2 separate regions of the Anser cygnoides genome follow, and region 1 is linked to region 2. The links are chromatin contacts, called in public Hi-C maps. All regions are on one chromosome and are shown on one strand. Each heading gives the region's core, a stretch centred on a gene start, on an enhancer-like site or on the middle of the called end of the contact. The rest is flanking DNA. Distances are from core to core; before and after follow the strand shown. Region 1 overlaps JMJD1C (jumonji domain containing 1C). Region 2 holds the start of REEP3 (receptor accessory protein 3).

What was found. A called contact is a pair of places that touch in the nucleus more often than the background predicts.
Region 1: a contact with region 2 is called in a Hi-C map of liver, with 2.5 times the contacts expected there. The contact joins the enhancer-like site here to the promoter of REEP3 in region 2. A contact is called at or near these places in 2 of 7 Hi-C or Micro-C datasets (both in liver).

What each region holds. Positions count from the first base shown.
Region 1 is chr7:27,362,512-27,365,853 of Taihu_goose_T2T_genome, forward strand. All of the region lies in intron 1 of JMJD1C (jumonji domain containing 1C), which reads left to right. Among named protein-coding and RNA genes, the nearest start is that of JMJD1C, 38 kb to the left of the region's middle. Within about 2 kb of position 1,685, at least 3 of the 3 cell types and tissues checked have open chromatin away from gene starts, as enhancers often do. A contact at or near this core is called in liver, where this site is marked.
Region 2 is chr7:27,306,731-27,309,700 of Taihu_goose_T2T_genome, forward strand. It overlaps REEP3 (receptor accessory protein 3), which reads right to left and starts at 1,523. Exons shown (of 8, transcript XM_048069494.2): 1 at 1,370-1,523. The coding sequence starts at 1,401. It overlaps LOC106031286 (a long non-coding RNA gene), which reads left to right and starts at 1,541. Exons shown (of 3, transcript XR_010833032.1): 1 at 1,541-1,762; 2 at 2,508-2,719.

The DNA of each region.
Region 1 (3,342 bases), core at 435-2,934, 56 kb after region 2:
TCCAAGATCTGTTTTTAGAATTGAGCAGGGGTGGGTTTTGTTTGAAGTCGCTGAGCTGAAACACAGGCACCAATTTTGTGAATATTCAGTTTGCTGAAACTGCTCATTTATATAGTGATTAGTATTTAAATTAAAAACAAAACCAAACAAACCCTTTACATTTAAATCAGAAGATGTTCTCTTTTCCTTCCCTAACGTTCCTGTGTACGTGTTAGGAGCTGTACACTATTAAACAATGCAGAAAGAGACGGGTTAGCAGTGACTTGTTTTTGCGATAAAAAGCAAAACTGCACTAATTCTAGGAGTCCTTGCCAGGTAGACGAGTACTGTGTGGCGACAGAAGAGAAGACTTTGCTAGCAGTGTTTTGGAAGATTTCAGGCTGAGTTTCTTTGCTTATGTAAAACACTGGTCTTTGTTTGGCACTTCCAATGGCGCTGGGAGTGTTGTGTAGCTTCATTGATTGGTTCCATGCAGTGGAAATCTGACCTTTAGCAGATGTTTGAGAAATTGCCAGCATTCAGAGTGATCAGCAGACTAGACAGTTTTTTCCTTGTTTTGTCGATGAGAACTTCCATTAGATTAGTAACGTGCGTGACAATGTTAAGCTTTTAAATGATTAGCAAACTTTCTGAAGTAAGGCAGATTTTCCTGAGCTGCATCGAGTAATTTATTTTCTTATACATGTGGTTTTGATAACTGACTAGCTGATACAAATATTTTGATAATTTAAATGTTTTTTTTTTTTGTAGCACGAATATTTAGATTTTAAGCAAGTTGTGATATGCCTGTATTTTTCTTCAAAGGTCAGTTTTAGCATGCTGTTAGAGCATCAGTTTGGGATAAATGCTTTCAAAGAAAAAAGAACAAGCTTAAACGGGCTGGGGAGGGGGAGGCAGCAGTGAAACATATCCCATCTGGAGCATTTGGCTTGGAACAGGATGTTGCATGACTCCATGTGAAGTCTGCTCTCACGAACAGTATTCTAAGTAACGTAGGAGATTCAGCTGCTTAGTGGTGGGAGTTGAGCATGAAACGAGGTCTGTTTTCTCAAACTCCAACAGTTAGAGCTACAGGAAAGAGGTGGGACTTAATAAGAGATTTATGTGACGAATAACTCAACAACACCAGCAGTTGCCAGATTAAGCCTTTTCCTGCAGGTGCTGGCTTTCCTCAGAGCTTTACAATTGTTTTTCAGTGTGTTGCATGTGGGAAGAAAAATTATTTCAAGGATTAGAGGTTCATTAGGAAAAAAAAAATAATGACCAATTTGCCTATTTCTGGGTTTAAGTTTTAAAATCAAGTAATTGCAAAAGGATTGATCTTGTCTTGGCTTTAGATAACTTGCATACTTGTGTGCTTTTTTGGGGGGTGGGAGATTTCTTTTTTTTCCTAACATCTTGGATACAGAAAGCATGTTAAGAAAGCAGCTAGTACTGAAAGCTAGTGGTATCCATAACCAAACAACCAGTTCTGCCATTGTGGACTCTCTTGGACAAAGTGTATCCTGTTGACATATGTTTGTTTGCTTTAATCAAAGGTAGAAAGGAAGGGATGTGATGGTAAGAAAAGCCACACACGTTAGAAAGCTTGGGAATCTCTGCCCTTTGCTCTCAGTGCTCAAGCACACTTCATTTTTGCAGTGTTACGGGACTCACCGGGTATGTTTCTTTGATTCCCATGAATTTGTGCCAATGTTCTTTGGCAGCTCGTTTTGATATCTAATACTCTCATGTACCAAACCATAGTAAGGGTTTTTTGGCTATATGCAGTGTTCTGGTCATTTCTTAAGGGCAAAACTAGAAAACCTCTCCTTGCCTGTGTTCAGTGCATTTAACGTTACCTCTGAATCTTGTTTATTCAACCTTTGTCTCCTGATCTGATAGTGAGGTAGTGATGGTAGTGTCTGTGAGGGATTCCCTGAGTGGGTTATATGCTGGTTTCTGTTGTCTGACTGCTTTGTCAGTGACCTCTGCCTTCCCATACGAAGGGGCATTTAGGAACGGGTTTTATCGGTAGCATTCCCTCCTCCCCTCCTTTTTTCAGCCCAGTGACTGGGGGTAAGGCATCATGGCCTTACTGGTGTTATTGGAAGTGAAGTGCACAGAAGGAAAACATAGCTTTTTTTTATCCATTATTTTTCATACATACACCGAATAAAAATACTAGAGTACGTATCTGTGTGTGATACTGAGAACTATTATCTAGTCAAAGCATGTTGCAGTTGAATGATTGCGGGCCTTGGCTGTGCTTTTAATGCTCTTAACAGGTTATGATACAAGAGGTCGCAGTGAAACAAGTGTATTCAAAGCCACGGGAAAGCCAATAATGAACATAACCTTCAAAAATGTTTATCACATTCTTTTAATTTAATACAGTATTAATATATTTGTTGAAAGTAGAGGAAGGACGTCTGTCCTATATTTTTGCCTTGGATGATTAGGTGAAATTTCACGATTTCCTTTCTCATTCGCAGGTGGTCTTCTGGAGCACATGGTCTATTGTACGTACAGTTTGAAGGAAGTGAGACTGATTGCTAGAAATAACATTCAAGTTTTAAGTAGTTGGTACAGCGAAGCAGAAGTTATTTGGTAAAGCAAAGTAGAAACCTTGGGTGTGTTTCTCTGATCTATTTCGAAAACAGATTCACATCTTTATTGTTATCGATAAATACTTCTGTTATCTTACACCACTAACAATTCTGCAGCTGGAGACTCCTGCAGTCAAAAATATCTTCATGTAGTGTGTTCCTTTTCCTGGAGGGAACATTATTTAATCACTCAGAAAACGTGGAGGAGCTGAGGTGCGTTAATATTATTTGTCACAAAGAAGAACTAGCTAATGGTGAAACTTAAAGATTCTGTTTAAAATCTAAGCTTAAGTAGTGAAGTGATTATCAAAATTACAAGGAAGCATCCCAGGAAAAAAAAAAGTCTTGCAAATACATGCTGAGTGCTAAAAATCTGGGGGAGGTTGTTCAGCATTTTCTGTCTGTAGCAAAGGTTGAATCAAAGGATACATAAAACTAAATCTTGATTTTAAACCACCGAGATGTTACTGGGGAAACAGAGGAGAAAGGGGAAAGATGAAAAGTTGCCCGTACTTATATGCATACTTCAGGCCTCCCATTTTAATTGTTCAATTCTAAAAGGATTTAATAAACTTTCATAAATATCGGAGTCAATGCAGTAGGTAATCTATCATATGTATCATTTCTAGCATTTAAAAGCTGCCTTGGACGTAAAGAAAAGCTATTTTCTTCCAGAAACTTGCACAGATGGTGAGCAAATCATGTACAGTTCTGAATTAATGCTTCTTTATTCTCTAGCATGCATTTTGAATTG
Region 2 (2,970 bases), core at 273-2,772:
TTTAGCAAAAATAATTAGCACACGCAAATGAGGGAGCAACAGCAACCAGAAAACCCAACTGCATAATACATTGTCCTTTATTATCTCTTGCAGTAACAGGTACTCCAATACACAAATTTATCTTTAATCCCTATGATATGATGCTGGTTTGGCCCACAGAGGACTTAGTTCTCAAAATGCAAATACAATCCTTAGTGGCGTATTTCACAGAAAAAAAAAAAAAAAGAAAATAAAACAAGCAACAAGAATCTGGTCATTAGAAGTTGAGGTGCTCAGCGCTGCTGATACCACTTTCACAGCCAGTGGAGTTTAAGAAGTAGTTAAACCAAAGATTTGCTGGTTGGTGTTTCTGTTCCAAAGCAGAAACAGGTTCAGCAGCTACATTTGACTTCCAGAAAGCATGCCTATGCATCTCCCCTCCAGTGCTAGGTATTGCCCGTGGGAAGAGCATGCCGGCAGAGCGAGCAAACGGCATCTCTTCCTACAGCCTCTTCCAAGCCTGGCTCCTCTTCTGCCAACCCCAGAACACAATGCTGCCTACTTAGCAGGTCTCAATTACCTGACAAGTCTCACGGAGGGCAGTGGGAAGGGAGAAGGCTGCAGGACTGCTACTTAGCCAGGTGACGAGACAGCAGCAAGGAAGTGTACTTGGCGTTAGGAGAAGGCTTCCTGACAGGATAAAGCTTTCATGTGAAGTGACACCAGACAGCTTCAGGGAGGTGTTTGTCACCAGCAAAATGGGGAAGCCCTATTTATCATCCAGTGTTTTGGGTCACACGCTCGCGCTACATCCTTCACAGACACCCGGTGGGCTGCTCTGTGAGCAGGTTCACTCCGTTTGCCTGACAAAACCTCACACACGGTAAATCCCAACTCCAGCAGCCCCACAAGCAGCGGGGCCAGCGCAGAGAGCTGCACAGCACGGAGCACGAGGGAGGTTCACCTTCTCCCTTATTACTCTACATTTATCGCGAGCATTGTTCACACCCAAAAGAGCAAAATAACCTTCAATTCCATGAAAGAACGGCGCGATGTATGAGGAGGAGACCAGAGGTTTCGCAGCTTACCCTTTCTCAGGAAGGTGACACCTTCACCCGCAGCTCACCCCGCTACCTGCCGAGGCCCCGCTGAGGCGGCAGCAGGCGGTAACGCCGCCCGCCTCCCCGCAGCCGCCGGCCCGCGCTCCCCAGCCTCCTCCCCAGCCCCTCCATAGCCCCGGGCCGCGCTTCGGGGGTCAGCGGGAGCCGCTCACACCCGCCGGGCGCCGCCAGCGCCGCGGCGCCTCGGCTCAGCCAGGCTCGGCTCGGCTCGGCCAGGCCCGGCCCGGCCCCGACCTCGACCCCCAGCCCCGCCCGCCGCCGGCACTCACACGACGGCCCGGGAGATCATCCAGGACACCATGGCGGCGGCGGCGGCCGCGCGTCCCCTCCGCAGCCGGGCCCCAATGGCCGCGGCCCCGCCCGGCCCGGCCCGGCCCCGCCCGCCGCCCGGCTCGGCGGCCCCGCGCACGCGCCCCGAAGCCCGCCGGGCCCCTCAGGGCTGCCCGGCCGCCGCGGGCCGGCGCCCCCCGGGTCTGTCGGGTGCAGTCCGTGGCCGTCCCCTGAGCGATGCCGTGAGGGGCCGCCTGTTTTTAGGGTGGGAGCTGAAGGCAGCCTTTCACAACAGCCGTCGCGGGGAGATGGGAACAGATAAATCAAGGAAAAACGTAGTGAGGCAGCCCTTCTCCCCTTCCCCTTAAGCACGGTGACTGACTAGCGGACAGGTGGGTGACGGTGCCCACCCCGTGTGCGCTGTTTCCTTATTTCCCTATTTCTTACCCCCTTACCTGCTGCAGGAGCCATAAAACCACCAGTTTCGTGCATTCACATCACCCGCTGTCGGGCTGGCAGGCCCAGAGCGAGCTTGCTGTGGCACCCAGTGTCCGTGCGGAGGTGGGGTGGGCTCGGGTTTGGGTGCAGTGTTTAACCAGCTCACCCAGGCCGGTGCAGGGAAGAGCTCTGAAGACGTGGGCATATCCACTGCCCTGTCAGTGCTCCAGTACCTGGCTGAACTGTGGCACAAAGGTGCCAACTCCTTGGTATTGGTTTACAAATGCTCAGTCCCAGCGGCTGTGTAAGGATACATACTTAACATGGGTCGCACAGACTGCTGCCTGCAGTGGATCTAAAACTGCAGGTGACTGGGGGGGCAGGAGGAGATGTTTGGGACAGATTACTGTCTGTGTGCACTGTTACCTTTGTTCTTTCCCTTGTCACTGGCAGCTGTCTAAGGCAGGACACCAGGCAGGACAGTTCACAGCGTGACCCAGTGCAGACACCCTTGACGAGCTTGTGGTCTGGCGGGTTGTGACCTGCCAGGGAGGTGCTGGGGAAGCTGAATACCTCGTGGTACTTCAGCTAATCCATTGCAGCTCGTTCCTGCATACCAGCTTTAGGTTGTATACAGAACTGTTTGTAGACATAAAAGAACAATATTTTGCTGAGACGGACTGCTTTATCTTTCCCCAGAACAAGAACCTGTGGAAAGTTCTGCCTACGCCACCACTGGAAACATTGAACTTTTCTGGTCAATGTCTAACAAATGTCACAAAGTGATACCAGAAGCAATAAATGCCAAAATGCCAATGCTTCTGAACGTGCCGTTCAATTCTTAAAGTAGAGAAACAGGAGATTATAGTTTTCACCACCGTTCTTGCTGACATGGTAAATAACATTCCAAGGTCAGTATTGCAATCTGTAACAGAAATTAATTCTTTAAAATGTCTTTAAGTAGGGATAATACATGTTTTGCATACCATACAGTGAGAAGAAATGACCTACTCTTCATAAGCTATTGGCTTTTTCAGGTCAGACGTGCTAGGTCAGTGCAAGATGTTTTTTGTTCCACAGGCAAGTGCCACAATTCCTCTCCTACTCAAATGAGTAAAATCCAGACAAAGGTATCTTCGCTCCTCTGCTGCTTTCAAACACA